Linked DNA regions of Mus musculus: regions 1, 2, 3 and 5 are each linked to region 4. Evidence: chromatin contacts called from public ChIA-PET and promoter capture Hi-C data. All regions are on one chromosome and are shown on one strand. The core of a region is the stretch at or near the end of the contact, and the rest is flanking DNA. Distances in the headings are between cores, read along the strand shown.

What was found. ChIA-PET counts read pairs in DNA pulled down with a chosen protein or histone mark. Capture Hi-C pulls out chosen DNA fragments and counts their contacts.
Region 1: a contact with region 4 is called in a promoter capture Hi-C map of adipose tissue. The contact joins the promoter of Rarg here to the promoter of Pcbp2 in region 4. A contact is called at or near these places in 13 of 39 promoter capture datasets (the 3T3-L1 cell line, 3T3-L1-derived adipocytes, the C10 cell line and 9 more), 1 of 484 Hi-C or Micro-C datasets (embryonic stem cells), 4 of 115 datasets of contacts at active chromatin or transcription factors (bone marrow-derived macrophages, effector CD8 T cells, embryonic stem cells and 1 more) and 3 of 9 other capture datasets (adipose tissue, liver and pancreatic islet).
Region 2: a promoter capture Hi-C map of pancreatic islet shows a contact between it and region 4. The contact joins the promoter of Atp5g2 here to the promoter of Pcbp2 in region 4. A contact is called at or near these places in 5 of 39 promoter capture datasets (the C10 cell line, cranial neural crest, embryonic stem cells and 2 more), 1 of 15 datasets of contacts at CTCF or cohesin (embryonic stem cells), 28 of 484 Hi-C or Micro-C datasets (the Ba/F3 cell line, CD4 T cells, CD8 T cells and 18 more), 12 of 115 datasets of contacts at active chromatin or transcription factors (the HPC-7 cell line, SST interneurons, effector CD8 T cells and 5 more) and 4 of 9 other capture datasets (adipose tissue, liver, macrophages and 1 more).
Region 3: an RNA polymerase II ChIA-PET map of effector CD8 T cells shows a contact between it and region 4, with 157 read pairs. The contact joins the promoter of Itgb7 here to the promoter of Pcbp2 in region 4. A contact is called at or near these places in 8 of 39 promoter capture datasets (the 3T3-L1 cell line, cranial neural crest, frontonasal cranial neural crest and 4 more), 2 of 484 Hi-C or Micro-C datasets (CD4 T cells and embryonic stem cells), 4 of 115 datasets of contacts at active chromatin or transcription factors (effector CD8 T cells, embryonic stem cells and pancreatic cancer cells) and 3 of 9 other capture datasets (adipose tissue, liver and pancreatic islet).
Region 5: an RNA polymerase II ChIA-PET map of effector CD8 T cells shows a contact between it and region 4, with 39 read pairs. The contact joins the promoter of Atf7 here to the promoter of Pcbp2 in region 4. A contact is called at or near these places in 7 of 39 promoter capture datasets (the C10 cell line, cranial neural crest, frontonasal cranial neural crest and 3 more), 14 of 484 Hi-C or Micro-C datasets (CD4 T cells, CD8 T cells, the G1E-ER4 cell line and 10 more), 4 of 115 datasets of contacts at active chromatin or transcription factors (astrocytes, bone marrow-derived macrophages, effector CD8 T cells and 1 more) and 3 of 9 other capture datasets (adipose tissue, liver and pancreatic islet).

Annotation. Positions count from the first base shown.
Region 1 is chr15:102,255,246-102,259,933 of GRCm38.p6, reverse strand. It overlaps Rarg (retinoic acid receptor, gamma), which reads left to right and starts at 2,412. Exons shown (of 10, transcript NM_011244.4): 1 at 2,412-2,694; 2 at 3,395-3,464.
Region 2 is chr15:102,669,548-102,674,446 of GRCm38.p6, reverse strand. It overlaps Atp5g2 (ATP synthase, H+ transporting, mitochondrial F0 complex, subunit C2 (subunit 9)), which reads left to right and starts at 3,400. Exons shown (of 5, transcript NM_026468.2): 1 at 3,400-3,429. It overlaps Mir688 (microRNA 688), which reads left to right and starts at 2,581; the gene lies at 2,581-2,655.
Region 3 is chr15:102,228,825-102,233,396 of GRCm38.p6, reverse strand. It overlaps Itgb7 (integrin beta 7), which reads left to right and starts at 1,462. Exons shown (of 15, transcript NM_013566.2): 1 at 1,462-1,546.
Region 4 is chr15:102,468,180-102,472,837 of GRCm38.p6, reverse strand. It overlaps Pcbp2 (poly(rC) binding protein 2), which reads right to left and starts at 2,206. Exons shown (of 15, transcript NM_001103165.1): 1 at 2,035-2,206. Gm36331 (a long non-coding RNA gene) reads left to right here and starts at 2,342. Exons shown (of 2, transcript XR_384469.3): 1 at 2,342-2,583; 2 at 3,117-3,397.
Region 5 is chr15:102,622,485-102,627,019 of GRCm38.p6, reverse strand. Atf7 (activating transcription factor 7) reads left to right here and starts at 1,556. Exons shown (of 12, transcript NM_001310067.1): 1 at 1,556-1,658.

The DNA.
Region 1 (4,688 bases), core at 1,163-3,662, 210 kb after region 4:
TTTGTATTTGTCTTTTGAGACTAGCCTGTTCATTTCATCAGCCTGTTCACTGTTGAGTTCTTTCTCTAGCTATTCCTCTTGTTAGACACATGGCTGGCAAAGGCTCTCCTGCTGCTCTGTGGCTGTCTCCCCACTTGGTTGATTACCAGTCTCCTTTGCTGTATAGAAGCTCTCTGCTTTCATGAGGGCCCTCATGCTACAGCCTGCTGAGTAGCTGGGATTAAGGCCCCTGCCACCAGGCCCTGTCTGTTGTGGCTAATTGATTCTGTGTACAACTCCAGTGACTGGGTTTGGTGAGGGGGCAGAGACAATTACTGGATGAGAGGGGTTGGCAAGTATTCTTGGACAGCATCACCTCTCCCCCCCCAACACTTCCCCCTCCAGTCATAGGAACGAGGAAGTTTCGAGGAAGTAGTTATAGTAACCAGGATGGATAATAAATGAACAAACCCACCCACCACAGAGACAGAGACATATGGACAGATCAAGACAAAGGGAACAGGAAAACAATGGGATTTTAAACTTATTGTCCTCTTGGATGCTCTCCCATATTTGTCCCCCCTCTCATCCCACTAACTGTTCCATCCCTATCTGCTACCCCAAGCTGCAGTCTCAGGGTTCCGATGCTTGGTCTCTGGGTCAAGTCCCTGAAGGGAAGAACCAGTGCAGAGAGCTGAGCAGGGTGGTGCCTGGGTCTGTGTCCCAGTGCCTGGGCAGGAAGGGAATGGTGCCCAAGCCTGGTTCATGAGGACAGGAGACTCATTCACTGTAAACCAACTACAGATGTGCCGGGGTGGGGTGGGGAGGGGGATTAGGGCCACATTCCCAAACCGCAGCTGGGCCCGCCCCTCCTTCCGCCAGCCACCACCAGGGCAGGGCAGGAGGGGTTAATTTTGCAGCCTCCTGGCAGGATCCCTGCCACACAGGCAGCTCACTATCCCACCCCAGCCTGAATGCCAGGGTCCAACTCCCGGACACACACCCCTCCCACACTGCTAAGAGCTGCTCCCAGGGTAACCGGCAAAGTCAACAGCAGTCAGGCCACCTGGGGACGGGACCCTGGAGTACCTATTCCCAGCCCTGGAGCGAAAGGCAGAGTTTCGTCTGTGCTCCCCCCCTTCCTCCCCCACAACGTCTCTGGTCTCTTGGGATTGCCACAGCAAGCCTCTCTTTCCCCTTCTCCTTTAGCTGATAATGGCTACCCAGAAAAGCCTTTCCCAGGAGGGGGATGCCTGGCCCCTAGGGTGACAGCAAGACCAGAGCTGAGTAATTCCAAAGTGGAAAATGTGATGTGATTCAGGGGCCCATTCCCCAGGTGCTGGCCACTCTGGGAGCGTTGCTGAGGATGGTCCTTTGGGCTAGTGCCTGGCCCAGCCCGTCCAATGAGCTTTCTCCTCTTCTGGAGTCGTGACCATCCCTGTGAGAGTGCATAGGACTTCACTTTTCTCTGGCTCTGTGCTCTGTGGTATAAAGTCAAACTATTGGCTTCCCTCTCTAGGTTCGAGAGCCTTTCAGCCTCGGTTTGTTTGGAGACAGAGAATATCCCTATTAGACACAGACTTTGGGCTTCTAGAGACCCAGCGTCAACAACATTCGTGGCGCATCTACCAGGCAGCCAGGCAGGCCTCGCTGGCTGAGCCAGACACACACCCTCGCCTGGGCTTTCTCCCTCACACCCAGCGCAAGGCTCCTCCCATCCCCCCTCCTCCCTAAAGTTCTTTCAGCCCTCCTCCCAGCCAGCCTCTCCCCCTCTAAATCCAAGTCTAAAGGTGGGGACGATATTGGCAGCGAGAGACCCACGCGCTTTAACTCCTGGAGTCAACTTCAGGCAGAATGAGAGGGAGGAAGCCTGTGAACCCAATTCGTAGCACCTTCATCGTAACCCCCACTAGTTAAACCAGTTTGCTCCTAGGCCATAGGACAGAGAAGGCCAGAGGAAGGGATACTGCTTTGACCTGCAGGTGGAGGTTAACTAAGAAAAGGGGACAGTGCCTTCTCCTCTGGTATACTCCTGCCCCATCACTCCACGTCTTGGCAGTGTCCAAGTCTCTCACTGCCTACCCTGGGAGGTACCAGAGACCGGCCTGGCAGAATACAGCGTGGCTAAAGACAACTCAGTCTCCCCAAATGGCTGGAAGGGGGATAGCGCCAGAGAGAAAGGGTTGGCATCATGGAGCCCAGGACACTGACCTCTGCCAGCTCTGCCCGGCCTCCCGGGGATGGAGCCACGGAAGCCTAGCAAATGGGAGGGGCAGAGACCCAGGCGTCCTGGGCCGCCCCGCCCAGTCCTCCCCCCCCCCAGCCACCACCCCCCCCAGCCCCAGGGCACCGAGGAGGGAGCCGGGCAGGGGCAGGCGGCAGGGGAGGGAGGAGCGAGGGCGGGAGGAGGAGGAGGGAGCCAGGCAGGGAGGGAGGTGGGGGGGGTAGGGAGGGAGAAAAAGAAAGAAAATATTTTCCGTGTCCCCGCCTGCGGAGTCAGTGTGCGGTTTGGGAGAAAATGTGTCGGATATTTTGGGGCGGTCACGTGGGCGGGCGGGCTCCGAGAGGCCCCGGGATTGTCCCAGCCTAGAGCCGTGCCCCCCTGAAGCCCCCCATTACCGCGAGTCACTAACACCGCGGTGCTCCATCCCCGAGACCGCCCGACGCCGGGACCTCGGGGCTCTGCGGCCTTCCTTCCCCCGCCCTCCCCTCCAGGTGAGTCAGGCGGGGAAGCCGGCTCGCCCGCCTGGCCGCCCTCCGGCCGCGGACGCCGGGGCTCCTCTGCTGAAATGAGCCAGGGGCGGGGGCGTCGGGAGCCTTGGGGTCCTTTCCCTCCGGGGGTGGCCAAGCTGTTAGCCGAGCTTATGCGGAGGCTTCCTGCCCCAAGTTGGGGTCAGTCGTGACCCGGGAAGAGAAAGGGGAGATTTTTTTTTAGACAGACTGAGGATGGGCCGGGTTGTCTGCCCTTGATTTTGGTGAGTATTGAAGGAGAGCATTTAGGAAAGTCTTGGGCAAGCGAACCAATGTTCCTGTACTCGGAATGTCAGAGAAGACGGGTTTTCCTCCTCTGGGAAAGGATGGCATTCTTCCACCGGAGTGGGGCGGGGGCATACTGAAGGGTGGATCTGATGGTCCAAGTACCCTTTCTCCAGTGGATTGGCAGGGCTCTGTATGGGGACTAGGAAAGCTCTAGCAAGTGTCTAGGTGGGTAAAGTGGTCTGTGGAGTTTGGACTGCAGAACCTGGATTCTCTCTGATCTATCCCTTACTGCACAAGTGAGCCAATGAAGGGGAGCTCTTTTAGAATATTCTCAAGGGGAGGCCCCAGTGGAACAAAGCTAGAGTTATAACGCCCGGACAGGTTCAGGAGAGCCCCTGTCCTGGAGTGCCACTGACAGCGCCTCTTTCCTTTCCAGCAGTTTCCACCAGGTCCCTCACCTCAGCCTGGCCCAGTATGTAGGAGGGACTCTCTGCAGAGGCCAGAGGGTAAGAATATGCTTAGTTGGTGGTCATGGGGATGGGGCAGCAGGGATGTCTGTCTCGGGGAGGGAACTCAAGGACAAAATGCTCAAATAATTCCCTCTTGTAGGGCTTAAACCCGGGGCAGTTGGGATCCTACTCCTCAAATTTGAGGCTTCTGCCCTTATGGTTATTCTTCGGGTACTGAGTTAGGGTTTGAGGACCACAGCCATTGTCAGTAAGGATACTTAGAGGGGGTCAAGGGGAGTGTGTGTCCAGGGTGCTCGGAGCTTGGTTATCCCAACACACACACACACACACACACACACACACACACACACACACACACACAGTGGCTTAGAACTGGTAGGCAGCATAGGACACGCCCCCCCAACCCCGGGGCACACCCCCACCTCTGGCTCAGAAAGCCACCTAACTGGCACCTCCAGTTCCCCCCTCGGCCCCACCCTGCCCGTGCCCTCTGATGCCCACACACATTCCACTGGCATTGCCTGCCTGCCTCCTGGGTACTGCCCCTCCCTGGGGCCAGTGGGGTAGAGGGAGGGCACCTGAGGATTCAAGGTGGAGAATCAAGGGTCTAGACTCCCCCAACAACGGCACGGAGCCAGGGAAGCTGGGTCCACTGCTGTCTCCTGGAGAACAGGCTTGGGGCTCAGGATAGGGCAGAGGATGCCTGGGTTCTCCTCCCATTCTGGAGATGGGGTCATGGAAAAAGGTGGTCGTGTTTATACAGAGGGGAGGGGGGCAGCGGGTGGAGAGCAACTGACAAGAGCGGCTTTGTTCCAGGCTCTGGAGCGGGCAGGGCAGCAGGGAGACGCCCCCCTTCCATCCGGCAGCCCCCTTCATCCATGCCCTCCCCTCAACTCCACCTCATCTCTAAGAGAAGCTTTGTAAGAACCCTTTCCCCAAGTCAGTTGCCCGCCTTCTAAGCCGCACCATCTGAAGTGGCATCTTGGGAAGAGGGGAGCGTTCTCCTTCTTCTGCAGGTCCCACAAAGAACCTAGACAGTTAAGGCCTCATTTAGGATTTCCTTTGACTCCCGCACTGTTGTCTTACTCTCTTCTACCTGGAACTGAAGTGCGCCCCCTTCCCAGAGAGACCAGACTTAGGAGACAGGAATCTGTTATCTTCTTCACCTCTAAGTCTCCCCTCCCAGGTAGTTGAGGAGGAAGGCCAGGGAGAGTTGTCCTTTGCTTACAATGTCCTTGGTGAGGACCAGGAGCCTGAACA
Region 2 (4,899 bases), core at 2,151-4,650, 200 kb before region 4:
AGTCTGATTTACATAATGAGTGCCAGGGCTGAGTAGAGAGACTCTGGCTCAAAACAAACAAAAAAAGTGTATATTTATGGGCATAATGTGATGTTTTGATCTACATATTCATTATAGAAAGACTCTATGTAGCTGATTAACATACACTTTATCCAGTCAATTCATTTGTATATGTCAGAGAAAACCTTAAAATTTATTTCAGCAGCCTTGAAATATCCAACACATTAAATGTAGTTAACTGCCAAGTTACTAAACCGTCTTTCTTCAAACTGTAACTTTGTATCCTTTGATCAACATCTCCCTTTTCTCCATCTCATCACTTGACATCTTTTATACCTTCGGTCGGTCCCTTTTATGTTTCTTCCTGTGAATCCTCCTGTCTGAGGTTTCATATTGAACAGAGCTAGCTGTGCCTGTATGATTTTGATTTTTTTCTTCTCTTAACTACTCTGTCTCCCGGCCAAAGGCAAATATATTCAAGACAATCAAGATTCTTTCTTGGTGACCTTTGAGGAAAAGAACTCATGGAATTTCGATACGTGGGATGCCAAACCTCCTCCTAACCTACCGGTCAATTAAAAGAGGTCTCTGTTCCCCTGAGGGTTGTTAACCAATCGGAGGAAAGGAAAGATCAATCTCATTTCTCCGTCACTCTACTGCAGGGAGGCTGCTAACCAGTTAGAATTTGCCACTAGAAGTCATTAGGAAAACTGGCCAATCAGACCAACCTTGTTACATGGCCTGGTCCGGAAGAGACCGGGACTGATTGGAAGGGATGGTTCTCGCTCCACACCCTTTCCTCCCAGGACCGCAGGTTCCCTAGTTGTTGAGAGAAGGACCCTTCCCAAGCCCAGGGTTAAGAATATCCCTAGACCCCACTCCCTCACGTGCCTCAATTCAGTTTTTTGGCATGCCCCTGCTCTCTTATTGTCTAATTTCCTGCTTTAAACCTTGTTGCAGAAGCCCTCAGGATTTTCAGCTTCACAGATTACCCATCACTATGTCAACTAACTGGTTTTGCATGATTTATGTGATTGAAAAAGTTTTGTAATATTTGAATCTCTTTCAGGAGATAACCGTGCAAGGACCCTTCACAATAAACAGTCTCACGGGAGCATGACAGAATTAAATTGCAGTGATCGTAACTATAATACTAACGATAATGATTATGGCGATTATTGAACTTTTACTGAGTACCAAGCCCTCTGCTAAAAGCTTCATGTACATTATTATCTCAATATAGGCTGCAGGGTAAGCGCTGTTATTATACCCAATTTTAAAAGGAGAGGGGAAAAATGACTTAAAAGGGTTAAATAACTTGCCCAAGGTCACATGTGATTTGGGAACTCAGGTTTGTCTAACTAAATCCTACCACTCGGGCCAGGGAATTATCAGACTCTGCAGTAACTTTTAGGAGAAGCCAGGGTTAGCTCCTCACAGGCCCTTTCTCTGATTCATCCTCCTCCGGGATTTTGTTAGCGATATATATACGAGATCTCTAAATTGTCGCAACCAACAGCTGCAACACCATTTGGTGGCGGCAGCTCCTAAGAACTATAGATTGTGCCTCTTAGGGTATGAAACTAAGAGCTACAAAGAATTCAGTTTTTGGCGGAGCGGGGTGTTCAGGGAACCTCAAGGGACCAACTCCTAAGCCCTGCTAGCCTGGGCCCCTCAGAGGGTGGCGGGTTTGCCTTTTCTCACACGGCATCTCACACTGCTTAGTACTTGGAAAAATACCTGTTGCTTCCTAAAGATCCCGGTTCTGCCCCTGCCCAGGTCAACAACTGGCACTGGAGGGAGATTTGGGGACCTCAGGAGAACCTGCGAGCATCCTAATCCAGCTGAAATCCAAGGTTTAGGAAAGGCGGGGAGTCCTCCACCCTCTTCTTCCATTTCTCCCCACACTTTCCCTCCCTTTCAGGAGCTCAGGGCCATAAAAATGCAGATGGAGGATCGGTGTGAAATAACGGGCCCATATAAATCCCTCTGCCGCCCGCCTGCAAGATGGATTGGCCGCATTGAAATTCCTCCGCGAGGATAATTAAACTCGGGGCCTCATCCGGGCAAAATTACATTCCTGTAATGGCGTCGCTCGGGGTCCCGGGAAATTGCTCCGTGGGCTTTCAGCGGCGGTTTTTATCGCCGGCCGGGGTGTGCCTGGCTGCGGCTCGCCTCTCCTCCGGGACCGTAAAGCTGCTGCCGTGATTTATCCTCCCCTTCTCCCAAATCCGATTAAATGGAGGAGCTTGGGGCCGGGGCGCCGCGGGGCCGGGGGCCGGGAGGGGGTGGCGGGAAGGACGGGGCCAAGGAGGGGAGGACAAACGGCCCCTCAGAGGGTGGCGGATTTGCCTTTATTTACAGCCGCGGCTTTCTTTTTATTTTTTTATGGGGGTTTGGTGAGCTCTTCCCGTCTTTCTCGCGCTGCGTCCAAGCACCCTAACCGGACAGCCGGGCTAAGGGGCTGGGTCAGCCTTGCAGCCGTCTGCTAGGCTCGTGCGTTCCTGCGTGTACACAAAGGCCTGCTCCAGGACTAGCGCAGGAAAGCCCCCGCCCACCGCCACTGGGGGAGGGACGGGCGAAAGGGCAGTGAAGAAAAGTAGGGGCTTGCTTGGGGAGAGCACCTCGCAGGCGACTACTTATTCCAGCTCGCCCCCCAGCAAGTCCGACAGGAGGTAAACTGGTCGCCTGGGGTGACTTCGCACCCCTACTGCAGGCCACAGGTGCGGTTATCCCTAATTGATCCCAGGACTCACAAAAGGGAGAATCAGGCCTTGTTTACCCCCCCAGTCTTATGACTCGAAGATGCTGGGTTTTTTTCATGCTTTGCTCATCAACGAGATAGGGAAAACAAAAATAAAAATAAGTTAAAGCAGAAACTGCCATGGCATTTTGCTAATAGCATTGGGCCAGTTCCCATCTCCCACCCAACGTTGCCAGTGTCCTGAGGGTGACAAGAAGCCAAGAGTTCTGTGATTTTATTTTCCCCTGCTACATTTTAGGCACTGAACCCCAATCCCTACTGTATGCTATAAACAATTTCCGAGTAGACTGGGTAGGGTGTTTTTTGGTTTTTTTTTTTTTCCTTAACTTTGCGCATGCTCGGAAAGGGGACTCGAGTCCAAGACTCCAAAAATGCTGTGCAGTCCACAGTTCCACCACGTTGCAGATCAGCAAGAGTTGGCGGCTCTTCCGTGCACGGTGGGCTCCTTTTGCAGTTTCTCCTGTTGGACGCCAGGTGGAGTGCTTGTCCCCCAAGACACCACCAACCTGGCAGAGGGAGCTGTGGCGTCCCGGCCGATCCTCTAGCTTGTGTCCACTCTATCCATGGAGAAAAGCGACTCGTTGGCTCCGGCCGCGCATGCGCAGAGCCTTCCCTCGCGCTTCCCGCGCCCCCGCCCCTCTCTGTCTTCTCTGCCCTGGGAGCAGGTAAGGCCTTGAGGCCTCGCGTCCTCTTCGTGCCGCGCAGGCGCGCGCAGCAGTACCCCTTGCGAGGACGCGTGGCCGCCCTGACCTTGCTAGCTCCCACGCGGGTCCCTGAGCCCTCGCGGTCCCGGCATCCCCACGCGGAGGGCTACCCCTTCCTCGTGCCGATGACCTCTAACCGCGCGGGCCTGGCGCCATCTTGGGTGTCTCACGGGGGTTGGGGGCTCTGCGGCCGGCGAAAGGCAGATGCTGGCGAGCGTGTTCTCTCCGGGCGCGAACCAAGGCTTTTATGGGTGCTCTTCGCTCACCCACACGCCTTTCACCATTGTCATGACCCCAGACTCTCCCCTCCTACCTTTGCCTCCCCTTGTCATCCTGAATCAAAATAGCCTTTATTTTTTATTTTTTTGAAGCTTGCAGACTTTGAACCTCAGGACCTCTGGCGCAGTCAAGCTAGTTCACCGTCCAAAGCCATCATCTCCCTAGTCAGCATCCTTCAGTTTGAAATAAACTGAACGTGGTAGAGAGTAACAGAACAGGCTAACCGGCCTGTGCACAGGTGGCAGGAGTGAGGCCTGAGCGAGGCCTGTTCCCTTAGAAACTGGTTGCCTCTAATGAAGGCCCTGACATACTAATGAAGTTAGAAATAAAATCTTAAATGGTGGAAATGGAGGTTTCTGTTAGGCAGCAAGCCCAGAAGATGGGAGCAATACGAGCTTTAGAATTTATACCTGCCAGCTAGTGGGAAGGTTTAAGGAACGGAATGGTTAAGTGGGGAATTCTCATTGTGGAGGGTTTCATTGCTCTGGTGTGGGCTTGCCCATATTAAGTGACCACTGGAAGGGCTCGCCGAATGATACGCTTGGGTTTATTACACACCAGCAACAGATTATACTATTCCATATGTTTGTAAACTATTAAATTTAATTCCCCTACTTTTTTTTTTTTTTAAGAATTGTTTACTGAGTTCTCTGCAAGCAAGCAGTGGGTTGGGCAGTAATTAGAGTATTGCCAGAACTACATTTTATAAGTTACCATGTTAAAACTTGTTTTTGGAAAAACGTCTTCCATTTTATTTTGGCTTCTTGACTCTAACCCACGTTTACCTCAAATTTATGATCCTTCTGCATCAGCCTCCCCAGTGCTAGGATCACTTGCACATACCACCATGCCTAACTTCAGACCTCCCTTTATTCACGTGTATGGTGACATGTATGCATGCATGCTGAGAGGTTAATGTGGGGGGCATTTCCACTCCACCCTCACCTTTCGAGACAGGATGTCTTACTGACCTGAAGCTCATCGACTCTGATTGCAAGCCAGTCAGCTTCAGGCCACCTGCTTCCATAGGTACCCAGCGCACGGGGTGTGGCAGGCACCATCATCTAAGCCATCAACCCAGCTTAAGCCTCTATTGCAAAAGTTTTAAAGAAGTACTGGGTTTCGACTCAATTAAACCTGAGTAGGTGGGCA
Region 3 (4,572 bases), core at 213-2,712, 240 kb after region 4:
ACTTACATATATTAATAAATAATAAACCTAAAAGAAAAAGCCTCCACCTCTTATCCCCTTAGACTCCTCACTCCTACAGTTATTGCCTCTCTCAGTGATAGAGACCAAACCTAAGGCCTCCTGAAAGCTGGGCAAGCATCTTGACACTGAGCCGCATCCTCACACACCCTTCTTACTGTACCAGATGGTCTCTTAAATAGACACCGTCTTATTTTTTTATGGTGATCTATAAAATGGCAGCCATAGGAAGTTCTCCCCTCCTTCCGAACGTCACGAGTCCTTAATCCAGTCCCACATGCTGTGGTGACCCCAACCAGAGTCATTTTCACTGCTACGTCATAATTGCAATTTTTGTCACTGCTATGAATCGTAATGCAAATATCTGATATTTCTGATGGTCTTAGGCAACCCCTGTGAAATGGTTGTTCAACTCCTATGGGGTTGTGACTCACACAGGTTGTGAAACCCTGGATTAAAGAATACAGCTAAGGAGTTTTACTACTTCATGCTAACGGAGAGAGAGCCAGGATTTTAACTCAGGCAGGTTGGCTTCAGAGTCCAAATAGCTTAGCTGTGGTACTCTCAGGAGTCGAGACTTCTAGGGAAAGACCTTGATTCAATCCAGGTTATAATTAGTTAAATTTATTGATACTGGTAGCAGGACAGCAATCTCTGAGCCAAATTAGAGTCTGCCACTCAAAGGGGAATAAGGGATGAGGAAAGGATTTTTAAAAATGAAGACCACAAGACCTTGAGTATCTGCATATGCAAGCCAAGAGCTGTTTTGCTCTGCCAAGAGGTAGTAGTCAAGGGGACCTCAAAGTAGTCCAGAATGTCTGCACAAGAATGTCAGAGAAAACAAAACAAAACAAAACAAAACCAACAACAGCGACAAATACCGATTCTATCAAAACAAGTACAGATGTAGGCTTGTGGGTGAAGGCCGGTGTGTCAGGGTTACTGGGAACTTATTTTCCTGGCAAATCAAAAGACAAGTGGCTATTGGAACCAAGATGGATACCTAGCACGAAAGGCAGTCATCACAACTCAATGGCCCCTGAGTTTTCCAAAGGAACAGAAACCACCTTCCTTCATGTTTCTTCCTGTCTGCTCCTTCCTCTCTGTGATACTGGAGAGAACATTGAGTTTTGGAAGGAAGCTGAGTTGGATTTAGATTACAGCCCAGCAGCCCCTTGCTACCTGTGTGACATTTTGCAAAGTCGATCTCTCTTTAGAGTCTGGGCTTCAATCTCTGCGTCTGTGACATGTGTGGGGGCAGGGGTGGGGGCACCGCCACTATCCGGCGCTGTTCTGGTGACCCTTCCTTGTACTTCTTTAGCACAGGAGCAGTGCTTAGTAGATGGGACTCCTAGGTCCTTTCTTTACCCAGCCCACTCCTATCTGCTCCACCTTCTGCTAGATCAGCCACCCTCCAAGAGTCCCCCCACCCCAGGGTGTGTCACTTCCTCCTCTGCTGCCTCTCCATCTGTACACAAGGGCTGCCACTGCCACCGGCGGAGGAAGGGCTGCTCCTCCTCAAGCACCTGTGAGTACCCTCAGGGCAGCAGCCCACCCACCTCCTCCTCTCACCCAGGCCTACTTGTTCCCTACCTCTCTGTGATCTGGGCTCTCCAGTGCTCTGTCTAGTCTTGAGAAAGGCTCTGAACCCCCTTCTGCACTCCTATGGTCCCCACTATTTCTTTCTCGGTTATCCCAGCCTCCTGCTGCTCATCCATTTGTTTCTCCAGTGGAGCCAGAGGGAGGGAAGGAGATTGCGATGCTATACGTGAGTGTTTTCTGAGAGCTAAGGCTTACTTACTCTTGTGCTTCTCCCAGCATCTCCTGTCTGTCCCTGGCTGCTATCTTTGCAACTTGATGTTTTTTGCACAGTCCAGAAGTCTTCCCACTTGGCACCTTAGCCACAGACTCCACATTCCTGGTCTACTGAGGCTTGCACTGTACATGTGCATGCTCACACACATGCACACACACACACATGCACACGCACACATACGCATGCGTGTGTGCATGGAAGGAGACAGGCAGCAGGTGGCAAGATACATGGATTGCCAAAGAAGGGAGAAAGGGACAGAATTGAGAGGGGCAGGAGAGGTCATGTATGAGTTCAGAGCCCCCTTTAGGAGAGATGAGTGGACTTGATGTCTCTGTCTTGTGGGGGGAGTGGAAGTGAAGCCCCATCTATGAGATGAGTCAGAACTAAATTTTGTGCTGCAGAGTCTCGAGCCTCCCTGACCACAGCGCAAAGCACGCAGGTCTGAGGTTTCAGTGAGGTTAAGCCTGGGGTCAGCCTCTCCCTGAGAGCAGAAGCTCTGTAATGTACTACACCCATCTGAGGTCACATGGGGTGGTGAGCAGGATGGGGTGTTCAACGGCTCAGTACCCCACCCTTCCCCATACTCCCTGTAAAGAGCATCAGTACCTGAGTCTGGACCCAAGCTGAGGGGGTTGTGGTTGCTGGCTAGCAGGCTCTTGTACACTGCTGGTGGCCATGGGAACACCATAGCACAATCCCTAGGGAGCTTACGCTGCAGTCTCTACTTACCAGTGTTGCCGGCGGGTACTGCCAGTCTTCCAGAGGGTTCCTTGAGAGTCATCTGCACGTGTGTGATGGCTGCATGTGCTTTCCTTGTGTGTGTGTGTGTGTCATGATTAGTCACAGTAGGCAATTAGAAACCATTACATTTTTGAGACTGGAGAGAGCATTCGGTGGCTAAGAGCACTTGTTGCTCTTGCAAAGGATCCAGGTTTGACGCCCCCCTCAGCACCCACATATTGCTTAACAACCATCCATCACTGCATTGGCAAGGGACCTGATGCTTCTGCGCTCTGGGGGCACGCGTGACGTTAGACACATCAAGGAGAAGGAATTAATCCGACCAAAAAATATTAAAATCTAAAAGAAAGAGAAGAAACTATGAAGGTTTTAGGTGAAGTCGAAGGTGGAAACGAGGGGTTTTAACATGCTTGTCAGATGCTGTGCTAGACATCCATCAGACCCCAGATAATTGAATGTGACGCCCATCATTTTAGGTTAACTACTTGTTAACTCACACAGAGGGAGTTTATAAGGAATTACGGGATCTCTCTATGTAGTCCAGGCTGGTCTAGAACTCCTTATGTAGACGAAGCTGGCCTTAAACTCACAGAGATCCACCTACCTCTACCCGCCCTGCGCTATCAAACATGGCTCTGCAGCTCCAGTTCTGGTTTACTAATGCTTAGCTTTATGTTACTACCACACACACACACTCTCTCTCTCTTTTTTAAAGATTTATTTATTTTATATATGTTAGTACTCTGTTGCTGCCTTCAGACATACCAGAAAAAGGCATCATATCCCCTTATAGATGGTTGTGAGCCACCATGTGGTTGCTGGAAATTGAACTCAGGACCTCTAGAAGAGCAGTCAGTGCTCTTAACCACTGAGCCAGCTCTCCAGTCCCCATATTGTCTTGAATAATGTAGCATTATTAATTTTGATTAATGAAAATGTCTTTTGAGACATATGGTCTAGTCTGGTCTTGTTCTTCGGCCTCTATCTCCAGGTATTGGTATAACAGCATGCATCATCCTAACATCTTTTATTTTTGACTCACTGCCTATTTGATTTTTATTCATTAAAAAAAAAAATCTCTAGTCGGGTAGTGATGGCACACTTCTTTAATCCCAGCACTTGGGAGGCAGAGGCAGACGGATTTCTGATTTCAAGACCAGGCTGGCTTCTGCCTCTCAGGTGCTGGGATTAAAGCTGTGTACCACTATGCCCAGCTGGGCCTGATTAATTTTAAAATTAACCAATTGACTAAATTTTGACTTCCTACAGCTGAACTCTCAGCCACAGGAAATTTGGCTGGGTATGGCCACTCACACCTGTAATCCTAGCACTTGAAAGGGCAAAGATGCCGGGCAGTGGTGGCACACACCTTTAACCCCAGCACTCAGGAGGCAGAGGAAGGCAGATTTCAGAGTTCTAGGCCAGCCTGGTCTACAGAGTGAGTTCCAGGACAACCAGGGCTACAAAGAGAAACTCTGTCTTGAAAAACAAACAAACAAACACAAACACACACACACACACACACACACACAAACAAAAAACTGAAAGGGCAAAGACATATGTTCAAGCCCAGCCTGGGCTACACAGTGAGGCTCAGGCCAGCCAGGTCCCTGTCTCCAAAACACCAACACCAAAGCAGCAACAGAAAAGCAACTGGAAAGTTTACTTAGAGAGTAAAGATGCCTACAGTCGAGCCTGATGCCCTGTCCCACAAGATGTCCTTTACCTCCACACACATGCTATAGCATGCTGTGGCATGTGCATGCTCTTCACTATCAATTAACTACACGAGCATAGAACACAAAACAAAACTCAGCTAAATGCACCAGGCTGGAGATACAGCAGATATAACATATCAGGTTATTGCCAAAGCCCCAGCTCTTCCCAAGGACTTGCGTTTGGTTTCCATGGCGGCTCACAACCATCTATAACTTCAGTTCCAAGGATCCGATGCTCTCTTCTGCCCTCCAAGGGCACCAGCGGCACTCGTGGTGCAC
Region 4 (4,658 bases), core at 957-3,456:
AATTTCTAAAATTTAGATATACTTATCTCAAAGGTTGATGAATGATAAATGATTTTGAAATGTTTTAGTTTAGATGTGTGGATAAGGGTACATTTCTGTATAATCTCAGCACTTTGGAAGTTTTGACAGGATTGTTTTAAGTTCAAGGCTACCTTGGACAACCTATTGAGAAACAAGTGCAGCTGCTAGAACTACACAGTGGGACAATCACAAAATAACAAGAAAAATAACTACACTCATGAGTCTCACAGAAAAAAGTATTCAAGATACACTTCACAACTTTGGGTTCCATGATCCTTTGAAATTTAATCCTGTACGTCTCAGTTCTTTGCTCCCATTCTTCCTCTAATCACTTGAGAAAATTCTCTTGTGCTTTTGTTTTAACTTTCACTATCACACAATTAAGTCTTTTTAGTCCCAAATTTTCTTCCAAATACAATAGAAAAAGTACTAAAATTTTACTTCATATTTGCTTTGATTGATGAAAGATTGCCAAGATGGCCCCTTTTTACTCATCCTCTGAAACAACTTTGAAATAACTACTTATGTAGACAAAGAATTTGGTTTTTGATATTTTTGTTTTTAATACTTTAACACCAAACACTGACAGTTCCAAGAGTCTCAAGCCCTGAAATTTCTCCAATAGCATGGCAAGTATTCATCCCTTCAAATCAGTATCAATGATTTCTCTCCTCCTACAACTAATTTTGTCCCTTCATAAAACCAGTCAGTTTTCACTTTGCCATAAACACACACAATACACATACTGTTGGGTTTTTTGTTTTGTTTTTTTGAGACAGGGCCTCACTATGTTGCCCAGTACTGAATGTAACTATTAACACCAGGCTGGCCTCCAAACTCTGAATCCCAAGTCCATACTTTAAGTATGTTTAAAGCACTTTAAAGTGACTGTCACACCACTCTATATAATGCAAACTATCTTCTGGTTACTTCAGGATGTAAGTGATTACATAAATGCATCCCTAAAGCACATCAGTTCCCTATTTCCAGAAAACAGTTAATTGCTGTCAAAAAAAAAAAAACCTCACAAATCAACATCTCATTTATGGAAAAACAATGCTTGTTCACTGAGTCTGCAAGATTAACACCCCCTCATACAGTATAAAACTGTTAGTTCCACTTCCCCACTGTTATATTAATCACCTTAGAAATACAGTTATACAAGTTCAAAAGGCAAAGAAACTGAAAACCTAGCTACAAATTCATTTCTTAAGTAAAGCACGAAGATGTATTTTTTTTAACTCCAAGTCATGTAAGTAATCTGAGAAACCTGTCAATTCCTCTCCTGAGTAGGTCAATCTAAGTGTACCCCATCCTGGGAATCCAGCTGTTAATCCTGCAGTCAATTACCCCTCTATAAATAGCTCGGTCTGGTTTATAGCGGCAGGCATTTTGTAATTTCAAAATTCGTTACCCGAGAGAACGTCAGAGTAACTCGGTAACAGGGAGTCCGCCTACCCTTTAACTCTGCAGCTCCCCACTCCCCTCCCCCGCCCGGGTCATCCAAGCATTTTCCACTTAAAAAAAAAAAGCCCCCCCCCTTTCCCTTGACTGGGAAAGGGGGTGAATAAACGGTTCGGTCAGGGGGGGGCGCTGCGACCCAGGGGGAGGGGCCGGACAAGCAGCGCCTCCTCGTGTGTCTGCGCCAGCGCCTGACCCCCGCGGGGAGCCGCGCTCACCCGCCCCGCCAGCAAGCCGGCCATCGCCTCCCCAACCCCCCTCAACCAACAAATCCACCGCCGCCCCCCCTGCCGCGCGCGCGCCCTCCCTGACTCCTGCGCAGCCGCCACCGGGAGGGAGGGGGGAGGGGGCAGGCTCTGCGCGAGGCCTACTAGGCCGCGCCGGAGCCAGGGCCTCGCGTGAATGCCCGGGCAGGCAGAGTGAAGTAGTAGACGCTCATGCGGGTCTACGAGAGGCCGAGGCTCCAGAATAGGGCCGGAGTCCGCCAAGAAGGATGTCACGAGTGGAAGAAGAAGCTATTGCCGGCGGCGGAGCAGAAGATTTTAAGCTTACCTGGAGGCGCGAGTCGACTGAGGGGAAAAGGGGAGCGGGCGGGAAGGGGAAGGGCGGGAGGCCGGGGGCGGAACAATAGGGGCGGGCGGGAAGGCGAGGGGGGCCCCGCTAGCGGGCGGAGGAGGGGGGGGTGAGGAGGAGGAAGGGGGAGAGAGACCCCGGGGCGGGTGGAGGGCGGCGGAGGGCGGGCGGGCGGGCGGAGGGCGGGCGGGCGGGAGAGGGCGCAGGCTGCGGCTGCTCCGGCTGCTGCCTCTGCTGGTCTGGGAGGGGGACGGGGCGGAGCGGGCCGCTTTCAACCCCGCGCACCCTTCGACCCCGGAAGCGCTAACCGCCCCGGGGGCCGGCGAGTCGACTGCGTCGTCCACACTTTCCCCACGCAATGCGGACCGCCTTCCCGGAGCCTAGAGCGGCTCCTTGGACAGCGTCGGCACCAGCGAGACGGCCAGTAACCAGCGGCGAGGTCTGAGATAGAGCGGCAGCGCAGAGGCGCGGAGGATACCAGTGGCCTCTAGCGGAAGAACTGGAAAGCTCAGGCCTAAATACGAAGAGGTGGCCAATGCTTTGGGATCAAGATAGGAGGGAGGGAAAGGAAAATAACAGTTGTCTAAAATAAAAAACGAATGGCCAGACTGAAAGTGTCAGGCAAACTGCTTACTCTAAAAATAATCCACTTTAGTGAGTGCAGAAGAAATGAAAACATCATTATTTTGCAGCCCAGATACTGAATCAGGCAATAATAATTATAATAAAGAATTAAAACGTAAAAGAATGTTCTTAAATCAGACGGTGGTGGTACCCAACTTGATTCCAACACTGGAAAGGCAGAGTCAGGAAGATCTCTGAGTTCGAGTCCACCCTGGTCTACAGAGTGAGTTCCAGGACAGACAGGGCTTTTTAGAAATCAAAAGAAAGAAAGAAAAGAAAAAAAAAAAGAAAGAAAGAAAAGTAACTTTAAAACTTCACTGTATTAGGACAACATTGATCATGTGAATATCTCACTATTATATAAGAAGTACTGTATAATCTAGAATTCCTGCCCAAATTGGTTAATCTTTTTATTAAGTCTAATTATCCATTTATAGGAACGAAAGAACAAGTTAAACATCAGTACAAGAAGGTACTCTGTGGCCAAGCACAGTGTGTGATACAAGCTGATACCATTGGGGAACTTAAGGATGACAAAGGTGAACCTCAGGCCACCTTGGACTGTAGAGCAACGCTGCTTTATTGTTGCCTGTTGCTCCTTAAAAAAAAAAAAAAAAAAAAAAAAAAAAGACATCTTGAAAACACAGAATTTTGTACACAACACAAGACAACTATCCTGGTGTCTTTAAAAAGGCAATAAACCTTTTTTTAAACGGTTTGTATGTGTGTATACAAACTGAGTGTGTGTGTGTGTGTACTTACACCACAGCAGGCAGGAAGAAGTCAAAGGAGGATTTTCAGGAGGAGTCAGTTTTCTCCTTCAACCAAGCGGGTCCTGAAGATCGGACTCAGGACATCAGGCGTGATGGCAAACGCCCTTTCCATCGCACTGGCTGTTAGGACTGGGACGATGTCTCAATAGTTCTCCAACTGTTCTCCCAGAGATTCAGTGTTCAATCACCAGTACCGACATAGGATCTCACAGTTCCATGGGATACAACACCCTCTTCTGGATTCCACAGGCACTTGCACACAAGTGGTGCACATATATACATGGCAGGTAAAACCCATACAAAATAAATAGGTACATCTGTAAGGAGTCCGAGGCACATGCAGGTAAAAGGCAGGCAGATCTTTTGAAGTCAGCCTGATCTACATGGCAAGTTTCAGGACACTGAGAGCTACATAGTGAGATTCACTCTCAAAAATCAAACAAAAACAACTTGTTCTTACAAAGGAGCCAAGTTCAGTTCCCTGTAGATGGGTTCACAATTCCCTGAAGATTCAACTCCAAAGATCTGATGCCCTCTTCTGGCTTGCTAGGGTGCTTACACCCTCGGGTGCACATAACTATCCTACAGATACACATATGCATAAATTTTGTTGTTGTTGTTGTTGTTGTTTCTTAAGACAGGGTTTCTATGGGGAGCCCTGGCTGTACTCACTCAAAGATCCAATTGCCTCTGCCTCCCAAATGCTGAGATCAAAGGTGTGTGCCACCACCGCCTAGAAAAAAGAAATTCATTTTCCTCTCTTTTCTGTACACAGGTGTTTTTGCCTATTGTGTATGCAGTACTTGTTGTGGTTTTACTATCAGTCAAATGGAGCCAAGTGACTCCAAATGTCTTTCTTTCCACCACCCAAATGAGGAGCTAATATTGGGAATGCAAAATAAAATCCTCATTTGACACCATTTGGTGCCAGGTGTCACTGTACACACTTTTAATCCCAGCACTAAGGAGGCAGAGGCAAGTGGATTTCTTGAGTTCAAGACCAGCTTTGTCTTGGACAGGGCTCTATAGAGAACCTGTCTCAAAAAAAAAAAGAAAGAAAGAAAGAAAGAGAGATAAAGAGAGGAAGAAAGAAAGAAAAACCAACAAACAAAACCTTATCATTTGGCCAAAGGTAAAGGGTAAAGGGTGGAAAGGAAGTAGGGAAAACCCCAGGAAAAAAAAGCCAATTAAGGAACAAGTTTACTG
Region 5 (4,535 bases), core at 307-2,806, 150 kb before region 4:
CTGCCTGCCTCTTCTTCAGGATAAGTTTTTCAAATGTAGCTCTTATATTTGATGTTCTCCTGAAAGTCTCAAGGCTGTCTCTTAATAATTCAACTCCTCAGGCTAAAGAGATGGCTCAGCAGTTAAAAGAGGACAGACCATTCTTCCAGAAGACCTTGTTTCTAGTCCCAGCACTGACACTGCAGGTCTCAACCATTTGTAACTTTAGTTTCAGGGTACCTGGTGCCCTCTTCTTGCCTCCACAGGTAGGCATCTGGTATGTAGATGGTATACATTCAGGCCAGACAAGTGGCTCATACTTAATACAAGTACTTAGGTGGAGGCTGACACAGGAAAATGAGTTTCAGGACAGCTTGGCTTCAAAATAAGCCCTGCCTCATTCATAAATAAATAAATAAATAAATAAATAAATAACTTTCTCAAGAGGACTTCTCTCAATACTAGCAATAGTGTTTTTCCCCTCTTAGAGTTGCTTTCGGTCTCATTACCCTGAAAAGCTCTTCACTTTCTGAAGTAAGTATAATTATTGACTTATGACCTATCTCTCCCTCAACCGTAAAATAAAAATTCTGTCAGAGAAATTTTCCACATGACCAGGACAGTGTTGTGTGTGCTTTTGTTTTTGACGTAGTATGTGCTGTTGGTATTTCAATAAAATACTTGCTGGGTAACATATACAAATTTTAAAAAAAAAAATCACTGTGCTGTGGCTTCACACTGAGCTACACTAACAGTCCTACTTTCTCTCTGTAAGTGTGTGTGTGTGTGTTGTTCACAGGTATGGAGGGTTGTCCAAGAGACCAGATGACAACTTCAGGTTTGGTTCCTCAGAGCTATCCCCCTTATTTTTATTGTTTGTTTAACGCGGGATTTCCCACTGGCCCAGAAGGCTAGACTGGTGATCATCCATGGTCTTTTGGGGGTGGGGTGGGGGGTTGTTGAGACAAGGATAGCGCTGGCTGTCCTGGAATTCGCTATGTAGACCAGGCTGGCCTCGAACTCACAGAGATCCGCCTGCCTCCATGTGGCGATTAGAGGCGGGCGCCGCCGCGGTGAGGCTGGAGTTGAACGTACTTCCTCACACTACCATCGTAGCTCACACACAGCACACACCGGGCAGGGGCTTCGGCCAGTGAGGTGCTGTCAAGTGTAAAGCAGAAAGTGCAAGCAGTCACCTGCTCGGATCGACTCTTGCTTAACTTCCTCCACACAACTAATGACCAGCTTGGTGACTGAAGTCCCTCTCTTGGCTCCGCTCCCTTAATTCCCCTTTATCCGAGGGCTGCCTGAGACACTCTCAGTCCCTCCCTGCCTTTGCTTCACCTTCGGACCTCCACAGCTACAGACAGATCGGCAGCGTTAGACGCCAGGGCCGCTCTCCCCGCGCTGCCCACACTTTGCAGCCGAACACGTGCGAGTCGTGTGTACAGCGCTCGCCCAACCTTCCACTCAAGCCACGCTCACAGCAAGCCCCGCCCCTAGGCCCTGGTCCAACTCAGCCCCACGAGTCGCGCCCTCGCCCCCACTTCTCGCGAGAAGTGAACACGCCTGGCCGGACGGGAGGAAAGTATCTGCTCCGCTGAGGGGGGAAAGGAGGAGCAGGAGACAGATTGTGGGACCGAGCGCGGGCGGGCGGGAGGCGCCGGAGCTACCAGCGGGTGAGTCCTGTTAACATTAGCTAGTCCGTGGCCTGACAGGAGTCTCTCCTTCTACTCTGGCCAGTCCCAGCGTCCCGGGCCGGGGTCTCCCCTCCCAGTCTGTTGGACGGGGGCGCTGAGGCGGTGGCCAGGCCTGTCTGAGGAAGAGGGTGGGGCGTAGGCTAAAGACAACCAATAGGAGAGAAGGAAGCCACAATTGGCGGCCATGAGCGCTAATGGGAGATCGCCTTTACCTTGCGGAGTGCCGCCCTCTTCTCTTCTCCCGCCTCCTTCCTTTTGGAGGAAGGCGGGGCCAGAGGACTGAAGTGTGGGGAGAACTTGGGGTAAGTAGCCCCGGGGGGCACAGGGCGTGGCGAGGAAAGGGGGGTTGAATCCTGAGGGAAGCGAAGTCTAGTGGAAGTCTAATGGAGGGATCTTGGAGTGGAAGATAGAGGAGGACTGCTAAACTAGGTTGAAGACTCAAAAGATTTCCCAAAAAGTGGGTTTAGGGCTTGGCACTGCAGAAGGCAGAGGTAAATAGGCAGGAGGTAGGTTTGGGTGACGAGAGCCTGGCTCAGGTGAAAGCACGCGTTGTGTGGTCGAAGTGGAGCATTGGGAAACGGGGGTCCTGGCGTTTCGATTGAATTCAGAAGAATCTGAGCAAGAGACACGGTGTCAGAAAGTATGGATCTGGACAGATTAAGTGGATGAGTTTAGGAGGACATGTGAGTGGGTTGGGTTGCTAGAAGGCATCGCTTCGGTGATAATATGGAAATCCAGAGGGTAAGGGGGGATATTTGGAGAAGAGACAGCGACTGACATACAGTCTGGTTCTTTCTTCAGTCGGGAGACCGCCAGGATACTGCTTAGTGTTTTTTGGTGGATATGGCACCCAGACTGGTGACCAGCCAGCCAAAATGCTGGCCCGGGGGTTGAGAAGAAGAAAAGTAGGGCGCTACTCTGATTGTCATTTTTCCAGTGTTCCACTTTCCAAGTTTCATTTCTTTCAGAACACAGGGATGTGGGCCTGGGACTTCGCAGTCCAAGTTGGAGACCCGTTGGGACTTCTATGTTGCTCTGAAATGCTTATTATGTGCACTCACTGGGGTGTTTACTACCCAGGGCACCTCCTACCCAGATTCCCGTGTTACTACTTTCCTAACTTTGTTTTCTGCTTAGCAGAGGGTGTTTTAATATCTCTCAGGGTTCATATGAAGTATAGGTTTGTGGAGATGTGCAGGTTTTTTTTTTTTTTTAATTTCAGCAAACTCATTTGTTTCCTATGTTTAAAATTTTTTCAGCAGTATAATTTCTGAAGAAACTATAGGTACTCTAAACACTAACAAATAAATTTTGTTTCCTTAAATGTGAATTTTCCCTTTCGTTCATTAAGAGTTATTTAATGGATGATTGAACTTAATCTTAATTATCTTGTATATTTTCTTGTTTATTAATTGGGGCAGTGTTTCATATAGCCCAAGTACACCTCAGACTGAGATAACTGAGGGTGACCATGATCCTCCACCCACCTCCCAAGTGCTGGGATAATAGGTGTGTACCACCATATCCAGTTTATGTAGTACTAGGGTTCTCAGGGTCTTATACATGGTAGGTAAGAACTCTGCCATGTGAGCTACAGTCTTTAGCCCTTGTGTGTGTGTGTGTGTGTGTCTGTGGTTTATGTAGTGTGTCATGTAGCCCATACTAGCTTTGAACTCATTTTTAAATTTCTGATCCTTCTATCTCCACGTACCAAGGGTTGATACAAGCATTCGCTTCCATGCCCAGTTTATCAGTTTATGTGGCGCTGGGGATTGAACCTAGGGCTTTGTGCATGCACTGTACCCATTGAGCTTTATCCCCAGTCCACTTTTTATATTTTGAGTGGTGTGAGTGAAATAGACTCATAGTTCAGGAAATTGAACATTTTCTCATGTTTTCTTTGCATCCAGATTTACAAAAAAGAGCTATCATAGTATTTTAGGACAAGGGTTGAGGAACTCAAACACAATTTGTTTTTAAGCATGGGGGATGTAAAGTAAGTGGAAGCTATTGCGAAACTCAACATGACTGTAAGAAAAGAAGCTAAAGAAAAGGTTGGCAGCCATACGAAGTAGTCTTACCAGTTTGTTCTTAATTCTGTACAGAAAAGGGACAGGACATTGCCCTTTGTTTAGTAGTTGTATATCACTTAATAGTGAGTTAAGACTCAAACAGCTAATTAATAACTTTCTTTGCATAGGTTATATTCCTTCTACCGCCCCCCACCACCACCTTTTGGCATTTGTGCATGCATGAGTGTGTGAGTGTGTGTGTTGTAGGGATTTATAGTGGTACTTAAGTTAGAGCTTGTGCATGCCAGGAGAGCATTCTACCAGTGAGTTATAACCCTACCTCTTTTATTTTTGAGAATTGAAGTACTACTAAAGAAAAAACACAGATCATGTGGTTTTGTATTAACCCCTGTTCTTCAGCAGCCAGTTGAAGTGTTTCTCCTTGGCTAGAAATTGTCCCTATATAAACACTGAGACTGATCAACTACCAAACCTTTACTATTAGCTACTGAATTGGGTTTCAACTGGGAGCATTTGCTACTGAACAGTAGCAAATTTTCTAGGCAGTAGTCTTCCCCTCCCCCATCCAAAAAAAAAAAATCAGTGAGAGAACAAAGTCCCTTGTTTTGATCTTCCAATCTAAAACTTGTGATGGCTTTAACTTGAAAATTCTTAAGTACAATGCTTGTTTCTCCTCTCTTGGGCAGTATTCCCACCTGACCAAAAGATGGATATTGGGGTCTAGATATGTAGCTGAGTAGGAAGAATGCTTGCTTAGCATGTGTGAACCCTGTTACTACATAAAACTGGACATGATGGTGCACACCTGTAATCTTAGCACTGG